Linked DNA regions of Mus musculus: region 1 is linked to region 2. A link is a contact called in public HiChIP or PLAC-seq data. All regions are on one chromosome and are shown on one strand. Each heading gives the region's core, a stretch centred on a gene start, on an enhancer-like site or on the middle of the called end of the contact. The rest is flanking DNA. Distances are from core to core; before and after follow the strand shown. Region 1 overlaps Exoc6b (exocyst complex component 6B). Region 2 overlaps Dysf (dysferlin).

What was found. HiChIP or PLAC-seq counts read pairs in DNA pulled down with a chosen protein or histone mark.
Region 1: an H3K27ac HiChIP or PLAC-seq map of embryonic stem cells shows a contact between it and region 2, with 6 times the contacts expected there. The contact joins two enhancer-like sites. A contact is called at or near these places in 2 of 484 Hi-C or Micro-C datasets (the NIH/3T3 cell line and bone marrow-derived macrophages) and 2 of 115 datasets of contacts at active chromatin or transcription factors (the NIH/3T3 cell line and embryonic stem cells).

What each region holds. Positions count from the first base shown.
Region 1 is chr6:84,920,566-84,927,984 of GRCm38.p6, forward strand. The region is part of intron 6 of Exoc6b (exocyst complex component 6B); the gene reads right to left. Among named protein-coding and RNA genes, the nearest start is that of Exoc6b, 150 kb to the right of the region's middle. Within about 2 kb of position 3,461, at least 99 of the 459 cell types and tissues checked have an H3K27ac peak or open chromatin away from gene starts, as enhancers often do. A contact at or near this core is called in embryonic stem cells, where this site is marked.
Region 2 is chr6:84,056,770-84,063,512 of GRCm38.p6, forward strand. Dysf (dysferlin) reads left to right here. Exons shown (of 55, transcript NM_021469.3): 4 at 1,650-1,755; 5 at 6,552-6,666. Among named protein-coding and RNA genes, the nearest start is that of Dysf, 41 kb to the left of the region's middle. Within about 2 kb of position 2,267, at least 26 of the 459 cell types and tissues checked have an H3K27ac peak or open chromatin away from gene starts, as enhancers often do. A contact at or near this core is called in embryonic stem cells, where this site is marked.

The sequences.
Region 1 (7,419 bases), core at 2,211-4,710, 860 kb after region 2:
CTTTGAAAGGAAAATTAAGATAGTTCAATAGAAAAAGTAGAATGATTTCAATAGTATTAATAGACAGCTACACAATAAAATGTATCAATATGCAAATTTAATGTCATTCACAAAAATGATCAACTTAAATGGATTCCAAGCCTATATATGAAACCAAATTTTAAAAGATAATATAGAAAATCTGGGTAGCCTTGATTCAGTAACATTTTTAGGACTACCACAAAAAGCATGAAAAAAAAAGGTTAAGAGAAAAAGAAAAAAGTGCTAGATTGGAATTTATTAAAATCAATGAAATCTTTTCTTTAAAAGACACTGTTGAGAGAATTAAAAGACAACCCACACCCTGGGTGTAGAACAAAACAGTACAAAGGAACAGTACCCTTACAAAACGGACAAAAGACCTGAACAAACATCACATAAGAGAAGATAAATGGCAACTGAAGAAAAGAAGGCAGAACCATGAGTCATAATGGAATCACTAGTTAAAACAGAAAGGAGGTATTCCAAACCTTTATGACTGAAATCCAAAAAGCCAGTGATGACAGGAAAATGCTGCTGCTGATGTCGTACAAGGAGCTGGCACACTGTAGGTATGCGTATGACTCAATATAGCCACCTGTGAGAAGGCTGGCGGGCTTGTACAAAGTTAAATATGGCCCAAGTGTACTCAACAATTGTGCTGTAGTGGTTTGAGTGGGTAAGGCCCCCACAGACTCATATGTTCGAATGTGTGGCCCTAGTGAGGGGCACTATTAGAAGGTGTAGCCTTGTTGGTGTAGGTGTGGCCTTGTTGGAGGAAGTGTGTCACTGGAGGTAAGATTTGAGGTCATAGATGCTCAGGCTATGCCCAGAGTGAGACTATGCTGCTTGCAGATCAAGATGTAGAACTCTCAACTCCTTCTCCAGCACCATAACTATCTGAATGCTAACATGTTTCCTGCCATGATAATGGAATACACCATTAAAACTGTATGCCTCAATTAAACTGTTTTCCTTTATAAAGAATTGTCATGGTCATAGTGTCTCTTCACAGCAATGAAACCCTAAGACACAGCTATTAAGCTTTTACTAAAATGATTTGGAAATATGAATACATACAAAACTCCTGTGCACAAATGTCTACAGTCCCTCTAATATTTTCTGCCAAAACTCTGAAGCAACCAAAATGACAAACTACAGAACATTCATGAAATAAACTATTCTTCAAAATAAAGACAAACAAACAAGAACAAATACAGAGGAGTCATACACGCACACTGCTGAGTGGGGGCCACAGAGGAGTCATACACGCACACTGTTGAGTCGGGGCAACTGTGAAGGGCTTCACACTATATGACAATCTGGAAGAAGCAAAGCAACAGAGGCCAAATACACTGGTTATTAGAGGTTATGAGTATGCCCAAGTAAAGAACACGAGATTTCAGTAAGTGAACTATTCTTCACAGTGCTACAATGATGGACATATGGCACTGAGCAGATCCACACCCCCAATACTGGACAAGGTACATTCTAACAGAAATTATCAACTTAAGTTGGTGATAACTACCAGTTATAACTACTATGCCTCACTAATGTAAGACACTACACTAAGTAAGGGCTGCATGTAACTCAACAGGCCAGCATATGCTCACCATACCTGAAGACTGAGATTTGAGATGCACACGTGTGCGCACACACACACACACACACACACACACACACACAGGAGATGGGGGAAGTCAGGAGAAAGTATGACTAGAGAACAGAGAGCACATATGGAAACTGTGCAGATGATGATGTAAGCAGTTGCTAGGTCCCTGAAAGCAGGCTGGTGGGACCACCTGTACTAACAAAAGGTACTAATAGTAAAGAACTAAAGAACTCCAAAACTAATTTTTTAATGAAGGTAAAATTTCATATAAGAAAATATATCCAAGCTAATAATTTCTATTGTTTTTATTTTAAAGTATAAGACTATGTGTGGCCTGAGGAAGAAGTCTAAAGGCCAATCAAGAAGAATAAAACTAAGGGAACTAAATTTTTAGAAAATTCTAGAACAAGAGTAGTGTTTTTAAAGTTTATAGCTATTAATTACATTAAGCAAGCCACATATTTCTTCCTCTGAAATAGGAAAGGGAGAGTGAGTACAGGGAGGGAGGCTGAGAAAAACAAAAGGAATCTGAGAAAGCTGTTCTGATGACCTCCATCACTCCGAGATTCTGCTGAAAGCTGGAGGTAAATGGGGAGGGTGGGGAGTGACAGGAGCATCACCACCACAGTGGAGAAACAAAGGCCAACAGTGTCACTCATCCTGAAAGCTTCCTTCCATTGCTGCCACGGATGTCACTGCTTGTGCTCTTCCCCTTGAGTAAAACCATCACACTTAAGGGAACAAGAAAGCAATGAAGAGAGAGGAGTTAGCAGATACAACCTTTTCCCACCACAATAGCAAATCTACTAAGCTGACAAGCCATGTTCACACACCTATAAATTAATCAAAACCTTATCAAATTCCTTCCTTGCTTCAGAACCCTTTTGATTACATAGCATAGCAATCTAACTTGAACCTGAGTCCCCACTAACACCTCATAAGCTCATGGCAAACTGCTTCAGTTCATGAAGGCTTCATGCCACTCCTGTTGTCTCTAGCATTTCTAAGATACCGACCATTTACTCTGCTCACATAGCCAAGATACACCCAGAGGAAAGAGAAATGAACCTAAGATTCCAAAGCAACAGCCTGTTTGCGGAAGCTCAACAGTAACATCAGGTAAAAGTAAGCTTATCTCCTCCTTACTCAGTATCCTCGATTCTAAACTCATCAGAGCCATCAATGTATCAAAGTGACAGCTCATGGGAGATGGGGGACATGCACGGCTCAGACTAAGACTGTGGCTTTAACCTGAAAGAGAATGAGAAAAGAAAGGGAATGAGGAAGAAGGTGGGGGAGAAGGAAGAGAGGGGAGGAGAGAAAAGAAAGGAGGTGATAGGGTTAACTTGTATAAGGATAGATGGATTTTTTTTAAGTACTTTTCTTTTCCACGGGGGAATATCAATAGCCTTTTAAGCACTCTCACATTGAAATGTGTATTCTGACAGTCATGTCAGAGCCTGGATAAAAGCCTTTTCATGGAAATCATTAAAAAGAAAAGATCCAGACAAGAGGCCTGTTTTTGTCCAGGAATGAAAGTGGAAACGAATAACCTCAGCAGCTTTAACCGACGGAGGTGCCTTTCATACTGATGCGGCAGATGAAGCAACCGCTGCCCTCTCCGCTTCCCACACCGAGGCGCCTACATTTTCAACCAGCTGCTGTCTAAAACCTTCCAAATAGCACAGGACCTCTGAGGGTAGGATTCAGAGTGAGCACTGGCAAGAGCAGCCATTTGTGATTCAGAGCAAAGGGAATAGAGTGGCCCCAGAAGGATTCCATCAGAGCGGCCCCTCCTGGGCCCCGACTCCCCGCGTGTTAACCAAGGTCTCTCAGCTCTCAGCTCTAAACTGCTGAATCATTTCACCAGGAGCTGTGTGCCTATCTGCTGCTGAGAAACAACAGTCATTCCTCGCTCTGGCCATCATTTCCTTACTTCCCACTGCTAAATGCTCTGCTGGCCATGATCAGGCAGAGGCAGTGACTGACTCTCCCTAGGAAACTGGAAGGTGAGCCAGCCAGCCTCCAAGGTCACTTTATATTTTGGCTCAAACTCTAGGCTCTCAGCAAAAGATGTTTTTTGTTCCTAAAAGACCACAGAGATATTGATATTTCCCTTCCTCAAGTTAACAACTTTTCAAGGTCTCCCCACATGCCACATTTTCAACACTCACTCTCTCTCATTTAGTATCAGGCCTAATCTGTTTGAATGCTTTTCACTTATATATCCCATCAAAATCATTTCTAAATGATTACTAACCGTGCCAAGGGGGAAAAAAAACTTTTATTGATTAGTCCCTGGTCACTTGACGCTGATGAAAACTGCTGTCACAATGATCTTCTGAGACTCCTCAAATGATTTACTGGCTTTAACCATCTTAGGAAGAAGGGTAACACAAAATCCGAAGTTGGTGACAATAAAATAAATCCCAGAGAGCCTGGAGGTTCTCCCGAAAGCTGGTGTTATTCATAGTCTCAACACCACTAAAAACAAAACAAACAAACAAACGAACAAAAACATAACAAACTGTGACTAAACTCTGGTTTCAAATCCTCAAAGACACTTACAAAAATGTTTTTCCTCTCTCTTAAAATTAGGGAAATCATTGAATCCTTCAGAGTCCTTCAGAACACTGCAAAAACAGAATTCCACCGCGATGACAATGAAGACAACTATGCCTGGGCTCCATGCGCCTGGCAGAGTAAACTGCATTATTTGACTTAAGTCTAAGCCTATCTGTTATGGAGATACTTTTGTTACTTTCACCACATTAGAGAAAAATAAATTAGCATATAAAGATCGACTGCCATCCTACATTAAAATTACTGAATTCTGGAATGTGCATTGGGGGAGATCTAGGGTGTAGAGTATGTGTGTGTGTGTGTGTGTGTGTGTGTGTGTGTGTGTGTGTGTGTGTGCCTGTGTGCCTGTGTGCCTGTGTGTTGAGAATAGATATGATAGATTTTACTGTGTTGTCTAGCTTGATTTCAAAGTACCAGGATCAAGTTGTTCCTTCAGCCTCAGCTTCCCAAGTGCCAGGACTACAGGTGTGTACCAAAAAGTGAAAGAAATACTTTAAAACAATCCTGGGTAGGCATCCCTAGTTAATACATTTCCTACAAAGGCCACCTTTGCATAAATTATTCAGAATCAATTGTTAATTCACGTACCCCTCTCATTTCTGAGACAGACCATTAAAACAGAAAGCTCTCTTACTTAATTATTCAATAATAAACATAAAATTCAAGCATCTTTTATTCACCAATGAATCCCATAAAATCTGAAAGTAAAGCACTACTTGTAAAGGTTACAGTTAAGACTCCCCAATTTACACAAAGGAGCACTAAACACTCTGGAGATGTCACAACTTCCAGACACATCTCTGCCCATTCTTACTTGCTTAACTGTCCTCTTAATCTAAAGAAAAAGCATTTTATAAATTTTTGCTAAAATGAATGTATCATAACAACACATGTCAAAAACAATGTGCGTCAAACAACCTCCCTTTCTTGCATTTTAAGGTCAGAGAACATCCAGGATAAGAAGAAATGTTGTTCTCCTTTTGTTTGCTGAGTAAGAAAAGCACTTCTGTAGCATCCAGGCTAAGACAGTAAGGTATGGAGTGTATCATACCCCAAGTAAACGACTCTCGGGAAGGCTAGCTAGTTCATATCTTCTAACAGAAACCATCCAGGGGCTATGGCTATATCTGTAGTGTTAGAGCTCTTGCCTGGCACCTGCAAGGCCTTCAGTTCACTCCCCAATACTTCTCAATCAACCAGTCAGCATGAAAATACACAAGCAAGTAAATTTCTACTCTTCGGTTCTCAGAAAAAAACTGAGGGAAAGTTATTAAATGGATTTTAGTTTCATAACTATATTTTATCTTAACCCAACATCACTGAAGATAGCAATCTTGATACTTATAACCTATATTGAATATATCTAAGAACGCATAACCCATTTCGCCTTATTTGTAATTAGATAAAACAATTACAAAAACAAAAACAAAAACCTTCATCTGAAAACTAAAACCACAAAACCTTATTTGCAATGCATGTACTGCCCTCTAAAGGCCATAAGTGGGATTAATCCAAGAGCAAAAGAAAGGTACCTCAGATGTTCACATTCTGCATTAATTCAACTTATTTTCTAGGCTACCAATAGTGATTATTTTCATTTTCAGCAAAGAAAAGAATCAAACAGGATGGCAAGATGGCAGAGACAGGAATCAGAAATCACTGGCCCGAATAATTAAAAGAAGTCTTAATTCTTTAGTTTTCCATCTCTTCCTGCTACATTTAACCTCATCTCTGCTCAAAGTCATCATAGGCACAAATAAGTATTAAGAATGACAATGTAAACAGTAATCTTTTAAAAATCTGATACTATCACAATAACATTAGGAAATGAATGTTTAACGGGAGACAAACCTCACTCTGCTCAGAGAGAGGGCCTAGAAGCAGTAAGGAGTAATGAGCACTCCCGCCAGCCAGATCTTGGGTTCTGAATATTTTTCAGTACTATATAGACTCCACTGCCATGTAGGATAGAAAATGGCTGTTTCCTAGGCTGGGACAGGTAAACCAACAGTCATGCTTGGAGTATTTAATGGTGTCAGAAATTGAGAAAATGGCTCAAAAAGTACAAAGATAAATGTCCTAGTTAGGTTTCTATTGCTATGATAAAACACCCATTAAAAACAACGTGGTCCAAACCTAGGATACCCAAGATATAAGATACAATTTGCTAAACTCATGAAACTCAAGAAGAATGAAGACTGAAGTGTGGACACTATGCCCCTCCTTAGAATTGGGAACAAAACACCCATGGAAGGAGTTACAGAGACAAAGTTTGGAGCTGAGATGAAAGGATGGACCATGTAGAGACTGCCATATCCAGGGATCCACCCCAGAATCAGCATCCAAACGCTGACACCATTGCATACACTAACAAGATTTTATCGAAAGGACCCAGATGTAGCTGTCTCTTCTGAGACTATGCCGGGGCCTAGCAAACACAGAAGTGGATGCTCACAGTCAGCTAATGGATGGATCACAGGGCTCCCAATGGAGGAGCTAGAGAAATTACCCAAGGAGCTAAAGGGAACTGCAACCCTATAGGTGGAACAACATTATGAACTAACCAGTACCCCGGAGCTCTTGACTCTAGCTGCATATGTATCAAAAGATGGCCTAGTCGGCCATCACTGGAAAGAGAGGCCCATTGGACACGCAAACTTTATATGCCCCAGTACAGGGGAACGCCAGGGCCAAAAAGGGGGAGTGGGTGGGTAGGGGAGTGGGGGTGGGTGGGTATGGGGGACTTTTGGTATAGCATTGGAAATGTAAATGAGCTAAATACCTAATAAAAAATGGAAAAAAAAAAAACAACGTGGTTAGAAAAGGGGGTGTTTTGTTTTGTTTTGTTTTGTTTTGTTTTTTAGCTTATACGTTACCATCCACTATCAAAGAAATCCCTTGGCAGGACCGCAATGCAGAATCATGAAGCAGAAACTACAAACCAATGTTGCTTACTGGCTTGCTACCAATTAATTTAATTTAATTTCTTATACTACCCAGATCCAACTACCAAGGGGCAGCACTGCCCACATTGTGGTACACACACACAGAGCAAAAACCCAGATACATCAAAAAAAAAAATAATAAGTCTTTCTTCAAGAAGTTTAATGCAGAGTGTGGTCTCCTGGTCATCTCCCAGGGGTGTGGTCTCCTGGTCATCTCCCAGGGGTGAGGGAGGAAGCAGGGACATGATGAAGATGAAGCAA
Region 2 (6,743 bases), core at 1,017-3,516:
GCGGCTCTCCCCCTCTCAATGAACTCAATCTAGAAATGTCCTCACAGATCTATTCAGAAGTATGTCTACTGGATGACTCTGGATGCTGTCAAGTTGACAGTCAACACTAACCATTGCAAGTCCATCCCTGCCAACCTGACACCTACACATATCCCTTTTAAGACAGAGCCTTCTACCTTGTCCCTATAGGCTCAGGATCTTCTCATAATGCATTCAGCCCGACTTCCGAAGTACACATAGTTTCTAGCACCATCCTAATGGAGATGAGATGGTGTCTTACTGGAGTAGCGTTTGTAAACCTAGCTCATTAGGTCAAGATTCAAATTTCACTCCATGGGTCTATTTAAACCCACATGCAGACTACTGTTACAGAGACCAGGGCAAGGATGGTCTCTGATACTGGGCTAGCTTTATTCATTAGGAGAAATAAGAAAAAGCAATGCCGGATATGTCCCCATAGCTGTCCCCAGGACTGATGAGGATTTGTGCCCTGATGGCTATCCGTAGTTTGGCTCCCAGGGAGCAAGCAGAGGCTGAAGCAGACTCTGATGACAGGTTTTTGGTGACACAGGCCACTTGCTGCCACCGCAGAGGCACAGAGTGAATCGTGTGTGGTTTAGGACCCACAGAACAGGACTTATTCCTCTAGATTCTTTGAAAGGCCTTCCTCGGCCAGCCAGCCAGTGGGCCACTTTCCCAAGACCTCGTCTCTTGCCGGTGACAAGTGTGGTCTCATGTATGTGTGCTGGACGTCTGGTGAAGGGGTCTGTCTCCTAGACCAACACGTTTTCTCCCTGGGTATGAAGACAGGAAGGTGTCTTGCTTCTGATTTGTTAATTGGGGCTGTGCTTCCTGGGAAACTGGCGTAGACAGACTGGGTGGTGGGTTCAGCCAGCTGAGGCATGGGGGCATCAAAGGTGTGAACTGGGAAAACTGCCTCTGTCCCATGGTGATGCTGGCCCGGTTCATTAAGATCTGATGGCAGCACTAGGGGTGTGGCTCAGTTGAGAGAGTGCTTTGCAAAGCATGCGTGAAGCCCTGGGCTTGATCGCCAGCACTGTATAAACAGGGTGTGGTGGGGAGCACCTGCAATCCCAGCACTTGGGAGATAAAGGCAGGAGAGTCAGAAGATCAGGATCATTCTCAGCTACAGAGCCAGTTTGAGGTCAGCCTGGGCTACATGTGATCCTGTCTCTAAGTAAGTAAGTAAACAAATAAGTAAATAAGTAATCTGTCTGGTGAGAATCTGCCCCTACCCACGGCAATAGCATGGCTAGGCTTCTAAGGCCAGACAGAAAGAGGTTAAGGTTGAGCTTGGGGAAGGGAAGGGCAGGCGTCTCTGATCTCTCTCTTCTCCTTAAGATGGTACCATAGGAACTATCTTACATGGGTATATGCTACCAAGGGACCATCTCACATGAGTACATGTTACCATGGGAACCATCTTACATGGGTACATGCTATCATGAGAGCATCTCACATGGGTACATGTTACCACAGGAACCATCTTACATGCTACATGGCACTCATGGTACCGTGGGTACAGAGAAACCTTAAAGGACTCCGAAAGAACTAGGCGGTGGAGGAGGTAAGAGACGAGCCAGGCACATTAGGCTGGTTCTCACCCTTGGACTTCTTTGTCTTCCCAGGTTCCTGGGGGAAGCCAAGATCCCACTCCAGGAGGTCCTTGCCACCCCCAGCCTCTCTGCCAGCTTCAACGCACCTCTGCTAGACGCCAAGCAGCAACCCACGGGGGTAAATGTCTGCATGTCTCTGTCCATAGCCAGCTTTTGTTTGGGGCCCTGTGTCTTATGCCAGAGGCCAGCTCCTGGGAGCCAAGCATGGCTCTCCTTGGCTATAGGTTAGGGTGCTAGAAAAGATTCATGGTTGGGACCTGCAAGGCTCAACGAAGCCTGCCACGCCCCTACTTGGCTACTTCTGAGTCTAGCCTACTCCGTCACCTCCTGTCCTGTGTTCTAGTCAGCCTTGAGTGGCTTCCTTAGCCTGCCTGGCAGACTGCCCAGAATCATTGCCAGCTCCATTCTCCAGATAGGGAATATCTGAGTCATCTGGGTCACAGGTCACCAGGGGAGGGAGGCAGACAACTCTCCCCTGCCCACCTGGGGCCAGTCAAGACCCCTTCCTTTTCCTCTCTTGTCGGTCTAGCCCCTCCCCCAGCTTTCCCATTCTCTCCTAGTCTGCACAAACCATTCCCAGTCCTCCTTGCTGGCCTCCTGTTATTTTTAGTGGTCTAAATATACCCTTCAGGGTTCTTTCTTCCTGTTCACTAGGATTCTGGGTCTGTCTACATGACAGGATGCTACTGCTGAACCCGACATACTTCCCAGTGAAGCCTGCAGGGTTGTGGGCTGTCAGTCCTCATAGACAGGCTGTGCGTGCGTGCATGTGTGTGTGTGTGTGTGTGTGTGTGTGTGTGTGTGTGTGTGTGTGTGTGTGTGCATGCGTGCGTGCATGTATGTATGTATTTGAACCTTTGACTGGTTAGGAAAGTCGAGTTGGGACTAATTTGGGCTGGGCTGAATGAGACCATACTGGGTTCTTACTGGGAAAAGAGAGCCACTGGGGTTGCTTTCACGCAGTGTTTTCTGAAACGGTCTCAGTCACTTCCGGTGTCACCTGTTGCCTTCTCTTTGAGCTCTGCAGTCAGCTACATTAGTCTAGGAAGCCTCCAGTGGCATTTGAAGCTGACTCTTCTTGGACCCTGAGGAGACTCCTAGCTGTTTCTGCAGCCTGGTGCACCGAGCAGCTAGAGATATCAAGGTTTCTGTCAAGAGCAGCCCTTGGAGTCAAGAGACCTGTCTGGTGCTTTCCTGTTACCCTCTAGGTTGAAGCAGCTTCCTCCCTGTAGCCTTCAACCAAAGGCTCTTACCTTCCTGCCAAGATCTCCGCTCCTTTACTCCAAACCTAAGACACTGATGTTTTCCACACTTACTCCCTCCAAACTCACTGTGCTCTGGGATGGAACCTTTCAGCCTGGTTTCTGCAAACTGCATACTGAGGAAGGCTGGAAATGATCTGCAATCCCTGCCCTTGGCCTGGCTTTCATATTCTGTTTGCACTTCATACTCAAGCTGAGAACCTGCAGCCTCCTCTCCATTGTCCCCAGACCCCAGGCTGCCTGTGGAGCCTGACCATCCTTCACAATGACTCTAAGTTGAATACATGAAAGCCAGGATGTGGTGAATGGGAGAGAAGGGCTGGGCCCTGCTCAGTGAGCCACCTGCTAAGTCTGCACAGAGGTGGGGAGAGGCACGAGTGGTAAGGAGAGGTTAGCAGCTCACCTTGCGGCCTGGGATGCAGTCCTCACTCCCTGGAGAAGGTCCAGGAGCAGACTTCCACCTCTCTTACTTGTATCCCCCTGCCGTCCTGGTACAGCACAGGCAGGTGGGAAGAACCTCTGAGCTGGGGGTTCCTGCTAGGACCTGTGCTGCTGAGCAGAAGCCCTTTGCTTCTGGGGGACACCACTGGCTGACTCAGATCTTTTATTTTGAAGTGGTTTAAGTGTCTGGCTCAGATCTTTTATTTTGAAATGGTTTAAGTGTAGAAGCAGGGCTGGGGAGCTGCCACAGTCAGCTTGCCTTGCAATCTCGAGGTCCTGAGTTCCAATCCCCAAACCAACTTTGAATGAGATAGGTGTGGTGGGACAGTAATTTCAGCCTGGGGAAGGTGGAGCCAGGTGGATCCCTGGAGCTCACTGAGCAGTTGGCTGAGCCTAATGGGTGAACCCCAGGCCAATGAGAGAAACAAGATTGATGGATCCTGAGGGAGGCATGGTACCTTAGAATGACTTTGACCTTCACACACACACACACACACACATACACACACACACACACACACCACCACCACCACCACCACCACCACCACCACCACCAGCACCAAAGAAGCTGGTTTGATGGTTTATGCCTGTAATTCCAGCACTGGGAAGCCTGAAGCAGGATGACTCTATGAATTGGAGGCCAGCCTAGAAGACTTAGTGAAACCAAGGCCAGCACAGAATACAGAGGAGCATAGTGAGAGATTCTGTCAGAGAGTGGGAGAGAGAACCTTCTAAGAGGAGTCCAAACCACTCTGTGTCCTGGGTCACTTGAGACCACGTCACCACCGCCTAGCCATCTCCCTTGATGCCGGAGTGTGTATTTTGAGTGAAAGGCCTTCTCCGTAGCATCTCTTTCAAAGAGATGAAAGCCATATCGACGTAGAGCTCATCCGACGCACAGACCTCCTCGAGGCTCGTCAGTTGTGTGTGTTATTCTTATGTGTGTGCACACAGCAATGGAGGCCAAAGGTTGAGGTCCTTCACTCTCTATCTGATCTTTCGAGTCAGGGTCTCTGGCTGAATCTGGAGATCATGGATGTGGCTGGCTGACGAATGGGCTTCAGGGGTTTGTTGCCTCCACCCCACCGATGCAGTGGTAATATAGGTGTGTGCACCAGACCTGCTTTACGTGATGCTGGGATTGAACCCAGGGTTTCATGCATGTTATTGGGACCTGGACCTTAGTCTTCTGGAAGACCAGCAAGGGCTCTTAACCTCTGAGCCACTTTCCCCAGCTCCTTACTGTCCCTTCGATGTGTTTCTGTAGTTTATTGAGACCTTCCTGGAACAAAAAGATAGTCTAGGATTATCTTGTACAATTACTTATTTCTCCAAAGAGCCCCAGTGGTTCATCAGTCATAGGAAGGAGGGCACTGGGGTCTATTAATACTCGCTGCTCACGTGGCGACACCTGGTGGTAGCTTCTAACCATGCAGGGCCAGTTACATCCAAGCCTTGAATGTGGTATTAAAGGGGTGCTGGGGTCGCCTCTGGGTTCCTTTCTCAGTGTTCTGAGCCTGAATTGTTGCTGGTCCTGCCTTTGTTAGTCTGTTTTCCCTCCTTGGTCCCCAGTCTGGAGGATGCAAGCCTGAGATACAGTGGTAGCTGGCATCTTCTCAACCTCAGGGCAGGGTTTGCCCTGGGAGTCTGCGTGTCCTCCTTATTACTAATGTCTCTGCTATTATGGCTAGTATTCCCTGCTAGGTTGCTCAGATGAAGATTACGGTGGCAAATATTTGTAAAGGATTTGTCAAAATTGTGGAAAATGCTTTCTGTCTAATACAGAGCTGACTACTTGTTTAAAAGATGGAGGTGGGGGGGGGGGCTGGAAAGATGGCCAAGTGGTTAAGAGCACTGTCTGCTCTTCCAGGGAACCTAGGTTTGATTCCCACTACTGACATGGCAACTCACAACTATCAGTAACTCCAGTCCCAGGGAGTTACAGTCCCAGTGTGAGCACTGAACATCCAGAGTGCACAGACACACACACAGGCAAAACAGCTGTATATATAAAAATTTTAAAAAGGAACAACAAAGGAGACAACCGAGAAGAGCAGCTGGTTTCTATGGACACCACCGACCCCAGCGTGCTCCCTTTCCCCAGCTTTGCTTGGGACCTGCAGGGTCTTGGTCTTGTGCTGGAAGCTCGGTTCCCACTGTGGCACTGAGGTGTGTGTGTGTGTGTGTGTGTGTGTGTGTGTGTGTGTACCTTTCTTAGGAAGATAGAGGGGATTATATCCACATAGAAGAACGGAAGGACACTGACAACTTCTGTTGCATTATTTTCCCTCCTAGAGTTGTCTTAGTTTCTTTTTCTGGTGCTGTGATAAAAGACTCTGACAAAAGCAATTTAAGGGCAGAAGGGTTTGCTTGAGCTCACAGTTAAAGATGCAGTCCCTCATGGCAAGAAGGTCAAGGCTGCAGGAGCTCCAAGCTGCTGGTCACACCTAACCCACAACAGCAAGCAGAGATGGATGAATACAGGTCTCAGCTAGCTTTTTTCTTTCTTTCTTGGACCCAGCCCCAGGGAATGGTGCAGTCCACTTCTCGTGTGCATCTTTGCACCTGAATCAACCCAATCAGCAGAGTCCCTCTCAGACACGCCCTGAGTGGTAAAGGCCACTCCCAGGAACGCTTAAGGCTTGTCTCCTAGGTGATGCCTTGGAGAGAGGTTTTACATGTTCTTAAGTTGAGCACTTATTGTTTGGATCTGGGGTGGGTGGAAGGTGAGAGATACGTTCTTGTATATACAGGCTGGGCTTGAACTCCTTGTATAGGCGAGGATGACCCTGAACTCCCTGGCTCTCCAGCTCCACCTCCCAAGTCCTGGTACTGCAGGTGTCTAACCACCACACCCTGCTTTTACCTGGGCTTTTCCAAAAAAGTTTTCCTTTGACCCTGGGAGAGACTCAGACGGGCCTCTGATGGCCTCAAGCTGCCAGGGTGGAGTCCTGTGAGCGTCTGGCTTCCCTTGGACTCAGATCCACCTTTTGCTCTGGAAAGTGGAGTTGCCAGGGAGGAGGTGAAGTGTGACCCCAGGCAGCCTTACCTGGCTGTGCTTACAGGTTCCTGGGTGGCTTCCCTACAACCTCCTGCAGTCCCGACCCTGTCAGAGCCAATGGCTTAGAGAGGATGGGAGACTAGAAAGGACACCGGAGGGAGGGTGTCGTTTCTCCTTTATACTTACCTGTTGCCGACTCATCTCTTCTAGGCCTCTCTGGTCCTGCAGGTGTCCTACACGCCACCCCCAGGAGCTGTGCCCCTGTTCCCACCACCTGCTTCTCTAGCACCCTCCCCGACACTGCCTGACATGGATCTGGTGCCTGGTGAGGAGCCCACCCACCCTTTCATAGGGCATGGTCCTTGGAAGATGGCCAGCATGGAGACAGAGGTTGTGGGTGGG